Regions from separate parts of the Triticum aestivum genome. Here regions 1 and 2 are each linked to region 3. Evidence: chromatin contacts called from public Hi-C and HiCAR-type data. All regions are on one chromosome and are shown on one strand. The core of a region is the stretch at or near the end of the contact, and the rest is flanking DNA. Distances in the headings are between cores, read along the strand shown.

Region 1 (2,700 bases), core at 22-2,521, 230 kb before region 3:
AAGCGGCATGAACGCCAGGTACATAGGTAAGAACAGTAAATAGCCATATCTCATTACAACTGACATCTCATCATAAGCACACACAAGACTCCGGATACATGATAATCAACCAAGGAAAAAACCCGACAAACGAGCAACAAGCACAACACAAACAGACCCCCTAAAAGCTACAGGCGGTAGAAACCAAGCCAGCATGTAGCATCCGCCGCTGCGCAACAACATCGACGTCACCCACAGCGACGGAGCCATCACCAGAAGCAACTGGAATGGTAGATCTAACCGACGATGTAGCTAGAATAACCGCTGAGCGAGCAAGGTCTCGATAGGTGGTCATGGGTGTATAATTGTAATCAACAATGACAAACCCATACAAACGCTGCAAGTATATAATTGCCTGGAAAGCAGCACCCTCATAAGCAAACAGAGAGTCAACCCTGTCTTGTGCCCAGAAAAATCTTCTGATAGTGAGACTATCACTCCCAGGAACATTAACATCAAGCTCCACTCCTCCAAGAACGTCTCCATCATCCATCATTTCTCTTAAGTATGAATAAAATGGCACACGGCATCGGGAAGCAACAACATCTAACAGGTGGATGTATGAACAACTGACAGTAAACATCCTGCCACAACAGCGAATAACTGAAAATAAGCAGACCCCACACACAAAAAAGCCCAAACAACAGACAAAGACGAGGTAAGGAGAAACAGGAAAACAAAATCAATTTACGGATAAGGAAAGATGAGATTTCCTCTCACACCTGCAGCAGGACGGCAGATCAACAAGGAAGTTGTCTCGCAGCTACACGGCGCGCTGCCAACCCGCAACAGTCACCAATCGAACGGCAAACGACAGACCCTAACCCTAGAACAGCAGCAGGCACGACGAGTTAACAGCAGCGCAGGAGAACAAATTGAACGAGGGGAAAGTAAGAGCAGGAAAGCACCTCTCCCATCGCTCGAAGACAGCAGGAAGCGGCGTCCAGCCCACCGCTGCTCCGGCCCAACCGCAAGACGACGGCCAACCCCCTTCTCCCAACTGCAAGCAAACGACCAGGCAAATCAGACGCGACGAAAAGCAAGAAGCGGACAAGGGCGAAAGAGACGAACCTTTGTCACGGCGGCGAGGCAACGACAAGCCGGAAGGGCGTCGGATCTGGCGAAAAGGGACGCAGCGGAGAGAAAGGGACGGAGCGGAGAGGAAGGGACGAATGAGAAGCAGGAAGAAGATAGACGCACCCCTCGCTCACCTCATCCACGCCCGAGCCAACCAGCATCTGACACGCGAAGGGCCGACAAAGGAAATCCCCAAACTGCCCTCGGCAGGCTCTCAAAACCACAGGCGGAGCCACCGCACGATCCAGCGCTGAAGTCACACACCGCGGCCAGCCGCACACACGACGCCGACAGGGAGCCCCACCAGGCACCGAGCCCACGCGACAGAGAGACGCGACGGAACGGGCAACGTGAGAAAAGCAGCGCGGCGTAGAGCAGCTCGGAGGTGAATTTTATCCAACGGCCCAGCTGATCCCATGGGCAGATCGAACGCCCAAAATCGCATCAAGTCTGAGATCTGACGGTCCAAACTCCCTGAGCTCTGAGAGAGCCCATGTTTAGACATGAATCTAACTATGGGATGTTGGACAAAGCTATGGACAGCGAATGGGCTTTGATAGATGTCCTCGTATATTGCTTTCCGTTGCGCTCCCCACGCTGCCCAAAGAGTCATTACAAAGGTGATGAACTCGTCATGTGCACGCGAATCATGCGTAGCAAACAACCAACGTTTTGCATCATCATCAACGTTTGTACTCAACTGTTCAGTAATTGCATCTGTAGACAGTGCCCAAATACTTCTTGCTGCTGAACAATTAAGCATTGCGTGCCTCCACGTGTCCTCTACACCACAAAGACAGCATGCGCTCGTTGATGACATATGGCGATGATTAGTAGTACCTCGCTGGAGCAGCCATGCAGTTGTTTGCTGGGCTTTGATCGGTTGGGTTTAGATAGTAGCACTTCTATTCTGCTGCTGGGCTTTGATCGGGCTGTGTGTTGAAATCGGGTGAAACTCAACTTGGGTCAACGGCCTACGTTGGATGTGAATCAGACGTTCCAGAGTAAAATTGACTGGTGCAGACAAAAATTTCAGCCAGCTGAGCTATAGGTGCTCTGCTCCCGCGAAACTTCGTGCGTAAGGCAAGGCAAGGCAGAGCACCGCACCTACCCGCGCCGCAGTGTCTTGCATGCATGTCCATGACCTGGCAGGTGGTGCGAGGAGCCTGGCCACCGGATAAGATCAACACGCCGAGCGAAGCCGCCGCGGGTCACACACACTACACGTACTACTACATATGGTCGCGCGCGGTGGGTGCGCGCCGCACACGCCGGGCTTGGCATGCACGGGCAACCGAGCCTCCTGACCAGACGCGAGACGTGCCACCGCTCTGGGGCGTCCTCCCGCACACGTGTAGCGGCGGCGGCTCCACCCGCGGCCACGTTATAAGCCACGCGCGCACGCGGCGGCCATCCTCACAACCCACACACACTGCTACTACTTGTATTAACGCCAGTGCGGCCACACTTGGTCACATCCTCGTATCGTCGGCAAGAAAGACGAGTTGAGTTTAGCAGAGAAGAGCGGCTTGCTTGCTTGCTTGCTTTGGTACGTACGTACGTCGGTCAGTGAAGATGAGCACG
Region 2 (2,862 bases), core at 171-2,670, 160 kb before region 3:
ATCTTCCGATGATACTGCTGCTGGGCGCACAGGCAACAAGATGAAGACCATCAGGTCGCTGATCATCTTAATGACTTGGTGTCTCTCGAAGCTCGGGAACAGTTGTCTCTCGAGGTTAATTCTTAGAAGCCACCCGCAATGATGCAGAGCTCTGAATCTCGGACAGGACAGGGCGCATCCTGACCGGCTTAGGCAGCAACACAGCATAGGCTTTTTAGTCGGTTTTGGATTCTTGGCTAGGCTAGAGTAGCTTTGTTACTTACAGTCTTGGTGTTCTATTTTTGCTGTGTTTTTCAGTTTGGTCATCCTCCACCGTTGTTGGTTTGTATTTCACGCCTTCTTTCATGTTCTTCTGACACAATGATGCACATTTAGACGCGTGTTGGAGAAAAACAACTCCGAGTGGCAACGCCCAATAACATCAGTGTATTACTCCTACTAGGTTCACAACTGAAATGATGCAGAGGTATGCGTCATCATAACCGTTTCAGTCAGGAAACAAGAACCAATAGTCCAATAGGATCACCATATGACTAGGTTCACAACTGAAATGCAGCTCAACTACACAAGCCTGCTTAAAACCAGTATCAACATCAAACCTCATCAGCAAACTTCGCACTGCATCTAAAACTAGGATCATTAAGCAACGTATTTACTGGACAATGGCGGGCAGGAAGCAGGCGGGCGTTTCAGGTTTCAGAGAGGACAGACTAAAAGACTAGGAATGCAGCGGAAGCACCAGGCCAACGCATTTCGTCAAACACCATGCTTGCGGCACAAGGAATGCCGATAGTCAAACAGAGGGAAAAGGGACGGGGGAGGGGGAGGAGGGAAGGCGGAATCCACTCACGTAGCGGCCACCCTCGCGGCGCAGCCAGAGGTCGTGGTTGCCGGGCACGTAGAAGACGGCGTCGAAGCGCGCCCTGAGGGCCTCCATGGTGCGCGCGAAGTTGTCCCTGGTCTCCGCCACGTCCCCGGCGACGACGAGCGCGTCGAAGCCCTCCCCGGCGCCCGGCGGCCCCGCCCGCACCGCGAGCCGGCGCACCCACTCCATGTTCTCCGGGTAGTCGGTGTGCAGGTCCGACACGACGAACACCCTCGTCCTCGCTGCCGCCGCCGCCGCCGGCTGCGGCGCGGCGGCGGCGGCAGCGCGGCAGCGGAGGGAGGAGGGGGAGGATGATGCCCTGGGGCGCGGCGGGCAGAAGCGGCGGCGCCTGCGGAGGCGGCGGTGGTGCGGCGACGGGGGCAGCGCGTCGAGCAGGTGGTGGGCGGGGTGGGGCGACACGGGCAGATGCGGTGTCATGTCGGGGGGGAGGAAAAAGCTCTCTCGCTCGCTCTGGCGCTCGCCTCGCTTGCGGCAAAAAATCCCGTTTTCCCCCTGCCTGCCTTTTCGCTCCGGGGACGGGGTGGGTGGCGGTGGGGTGGCAGTTCGGTGATTCCGATCCGGCGACGGGATACCCGGCTCCACGGCCTGTGGGCCCGTTATATACAGCGGCGGCGAGGCGAGGCCCGGGTTGGTGGGTGGTGCGCCGCCGACGTGGCAGCGGCATCCGGGATAGTTTATGCTGGTCATTAGGCGCGTAGAGTATAGTAATGATTAATGCAGTGGGTTCATCATTGTCGCGGTTGGCCCTGTGCGACCGCTAAACTCCGGGTTAGTGGCGGAGTTTCGCACGTAACAGCGTGCGATGGAGGGCGCGGATTGGTTTGTTTAGGCCTCGTGGATTGCTAATCCATGTGTGCCCACACGGCCACACGCTTGTCTACAGACCTCTTCTAGAACGAGGTCGGCCACGGCGGTCGGCCAAGGCCAGAATCATAAACAGGGGCCAAGCCTACCCTCGTGCGACATGAGACACAAAGCCATGAGTTTCATCAAATCTCTAACAGCTTGTTTGGCACCAATCATTTGGCTCGGAATTTATAGAATTCATTTTGCAAATTCCAACATGAACGTGTTTGTCGCACACGAATTTTGCGTGGGAAATCATCCCATAAATCCAATTAAAACGGTATGTAAAACCAAATCCCGCCCAACACCCTATGTAAGGTACGGGATATCTCTCTTATGAACTACTGGGCACAAGTTTCGATTAGAGACGAATTGAATTACATGAGGAAGGGAAGGTAGAGGAAGGATAGAGGAAGGGGAAGAAGGTAGCCGTCAGGTGCCTTGCCAATTGATCCACTGGATGCCTGCCCCTATCATCTCCCTCGTACTTGTAGCCGCAGAGGTGGGTCGCAGATAGGCCAAGTCCGTGGGTTGGCCCAACGGCAAGCCCCATGCACATGTACAGGTTAGGAGGGCTCCTAACATCCCTCCCTCCTTGGAATCCGGCTTGACCCCAAGCCGAGACCACCAAGAGCCGTCCGGGTCCCATTGCACTCAATGGTCCTTGACTAGCTCAAAGTTGCGGTGGCAGCTTGTAACGTGCCTGGATCTAAAAGGGGAAAGAGGCACATACAGCTGCTGTGTCAGGTGCTACAACTCCCGAGAGACAATGAATTGGTTGCCACTATGACAGAGCATGTGCAGACGGTTCAGAACTGGAAACAACCCGCCAATATCAAGGAGCTGCGGGGTTTCTTGGGACTGTCAGGCTATTACAGAAAATTTGTCAAAAAATTTGGATCTATCAGCCGACCACTACTCAATGACCTGCTAAAAAAGAATTCCGTGTTTGTGTGGACTCCAACAGCAGAGGCGTCATTTCAGGCCCTCAAACAAGCGCTGGTCACTGCACCTGTACTCGCGCTGCCCGATTTCTCAAAGCAATTCATCGTGGAAACGGATGCCAGCGCAACAGGGATTGGCGTGGTGCTGATGCAGGCTGGACACCTCGTCGCTTACTTGAGCAAGAT
Region 3 (2,700 bases), core at 151-2,650:
TGGAGTGAACTGGCGAGAGTTTGGTCCGAGGAGCGGATGGAAAGAAATATATGTGGAGTCAGCTGGACCAACGTGGATCGGATCCGACATGACGGGCGTGGAAGGACGCCCCATATCTGTCCCATATTTGAATTGGATATAAGGGGGGGGGGGGGCGGTCAGTACGGGCGTTTGAGGCGCCCGACTGAATCGAAAATTCGTGACCGGCGTTCGAGGAGGATTTGAGGTGCCGGGTGTAGACGCCGTTAACTCTTTGCTAGAACTTCACACTCCCTCCGTCCGTGAATAAGTGTACTTCTAGATTTTGTCTCAAGTCAAAGTTTTAAAATTTTGACCAACTTTATAGAAAAAACTGGTAACATATATGACATCAAATTGCTATAGTATGAAAGTACATTTCAAAACGGATATATTGATACAAATTTAGTGCCATAAATGCTGCTATTTTTTTCTATAAAGGTGAAATTTATAAAAGTTTGACTTGGGACAAAATTTAGAAATACACCTATTCGTGAATGGAGGAAAACACGCATGCAATTTAAAATCAAACCACAAATGTACTAATAATGTGTTTCTGTGATTTATAAATTATATCATTGATTTTCTTTTATAATATGGATTCAACGAGCAGTACATTGTTATATATAATTCACATATGGTCAATCTAACTTTTGGTCCAAAATATAATTTTGAAATGCGTGCCGGGCCCATTCATTGGAATTGAAATCATATGCTTTGGAATATTTAACCAAAAACTACCACATTTCACGGGAACATGACATAAAACTAACACTTTCCGATTTTGTGCGGAAAACTATTACTTTTGTCCTAATCCGTGGCAAAAAACCTACCAAGTCTCGAAACCGGTCGCTTCGCCCGTGCTAAGCACCAAACTGACCAGCTGGTTCCATGTTTCAGGTGCCACGGTGGCCAACCGATGTCCGCCGCGTGTTAACGGCGCGTCCACGGTCGGAAACGGCGGTTGTCGGTTTGCGTTCAATGCACCAAAATATGAGACCGGCCATTTGATGTTGATCCTCTGACGACGCCGTTTCCGACCGCGGACGCACCGTTAACGTGCGGCGGGCATGGTTGGCCACCGTGGCGCCTGAAATATGGGACCGACTGGTTAGTTTGGTGCTTAGCGCGGGTGAAGCGACCGATTTCGAGACTTGGTAGTTTTTTGCCACGGATTAGGACAAAAATGATAATTTTCCGCACAAAATTATAAAGTGATTGTTTTCTGTCACGTTTCGGTGAAATGTGGTAGTTTTTGTTAAATACTCTGTGGTTTGTGAACCGGGCAGCGCCCTAATTTTGATCTAAGATAGACTTCATAACTGACCCGGAGTGTGGTTATATAAACACGAGCTCCACCAGAATGGTCTACAATATTCCTCCCGCCCCGTTGTTCCTGGCCAGACACGTATATCGGCGGCTACGTCCAGGTCAACAGGCGGGGGGAGACTCGGCGAGAGATCAATGGAAGGTTATCGTGGCCGGCCATGGACCAGGCTACCGGCGCTGCTGCTGGCCTGCGCCGCCGCCGCCGCCGTGGGCGAGTGCAGGGTGGTGCACGTGGGAGAGGCGCACCGGCGGAGCATGCTGGCCAATGGCCTCGGCGCGACGCCGCCCATGGGGTAAGCTCGCCGCTGCTTAACTGCGGTGCAACTTAGCATAATCCTTGATCAAATCGAATCCCCTTTTCTATCTCTCTTCGGCAGGTGGAATAGCTGGAATCACTTCGCCTGCGACGGCAACGGCGAGGTTGTCATCAGGGAGACCGGTACCAGCTGACCTCGTAGTCCCTTTGCTTCTTATTTACAAAGTAGTAGTAGTATACTGTTGAACTGTCCCATGGGGTAAAAACTCTTTTACTATTTTATTCTCTTGTACTATGTATGTCTACTTGAGCAGCCGATGCGCTTGTGTCCACCGGGCTCGCCGCTGCCGGCTACAAATACGTCAATCTTGGTGCGTTGCTGCCACTCTCTCATACGCCCTCGCTTTTTTTTTGTCTGTGTGTGCTTCCCTGTTTGTGTTGGACGAAATATTTTACGTGATGAAATCGATTGATTAATTACAAGTGGACAAAGTGGATTGAGCCAACTTCGTGTGTGTGATTTTTTTTTCTCTGCAGATGATTGCTGGGCAGAACCCGAACGTGATGCGAAGGTTTGTACAAAATCTGCCCTCCCGGTGTCCAGTGTCTGAACACTCTTCTGGACTGCACATGATCATCTGTCACACATGTTTATGCTGCTGCAGGGCAATCTTGCGGCGAACAAGAAGACGTTCCCGCACGGGATAAAGGCACTCGCAGACTACGTCCACAGCAAGGGGCTCAAGCTCGGCATCTACTCCGATGCTGGGTAATTTACCGTGACTGTCGTCGTAGTAAGCTGTGACGGTAATTTACCCTTCTCTGATCTTAATTTTGTGTGAAGATACAAGACATGCGCCAAGGCTCAGCCTGGGTCCCTCGGCCACGAGGAGCAGGACGCCAAGACCTTTGCCTCCTGGGTGAGCGATTGATTCCAAAACTTGTGCATATCTCTGATGTGTTTTTGTTCACTCCATCCATGGGATTTGCTTGCTGGTTTCAGGGAGTCGACTACCTCAAGTACGACAACTGCAACAACGGCGACACGAAGCCGCTGCAGAGGTACCCTGACATGAGCAAGGCTCTGATGCAGGCCG

The links. A called contact is a pair of places that touch in the nucleus more often than the background predicts. HiCAR-type assays count read pairs that join an accessible place to other places.
Region 1: a Hi-C map of leaf shows a contact between it and region 3, with 7 times the contacts expected there. The contact joins the promoter of LOC123046963 here to the promoter of LOC123046940 in region 3. A contact is called at or near these places in 2 of 5 Hi-C or Micro-C datasets (both in leaf).
Region 2: a contact with region 3 is called in a HiCAR-type map of leaf, with 5 times the contacts expected there. The contact joins the promoter of LOC123046953 here to the promoter of LOC123046940 in region 3. A contact is called at or near these places in 2 of 5 Hi-C or Micro-C datasets (leaf and root) and 1 of 1 datasets of contacts at active chromatin or transcription factors (leaf).

Annotation. Positions count from the first base shown.
Region 1 is chr1A:299,854,157-299,856,856 of IWGSC CS RefSeq v2.1, reverse strand. LOC123046963 reads right to left here and starts at 1,271. Exons shown (of 10, transcript XM_044470434.1): 1 at 1,111-1,271; 2 at 948-1,039; 3 at 762-865. LOC123120564 (aquaporin TIP3-1) reads left to right here and starts at 2,539. Exons shown (of 3, transcript XM_044540595.1): 1 at 2,539-2,700. The coding sequence starts at 2,692.
Region 2 is chr1A:299,780,528-299,783,389 of IWGSC CS RefSeq v2.1, reverse strand. It overlaps LOC123046953 (acyl-carrier-protein phosphodiesterase PptH), which reads right to left and starts at 1,420. Exons shown (of 6, transcript XM_044470416.1): 1 at 851-1,420. The coding sequence starts at 1,303.
Region 3 is chr1A:299,621,960-299,624,659 of IWGSC CS RefSeq v2.1, reverse strand. It overlaps LOC123046940 (alpha-galactosidase), which reads left to right and starts at 1,400. Exons shown (of 14, transcript XM_044470405.1): 1 at 1,400-1,640; 2 at 1,725-1,786; 3 at 1,918-1,974; 4 at 2,141-2,175; 5 at 2,269-2,372; 6 at 2,448-2,523; 7 at 2,607-2,700. The coding sequence starts at 1,483.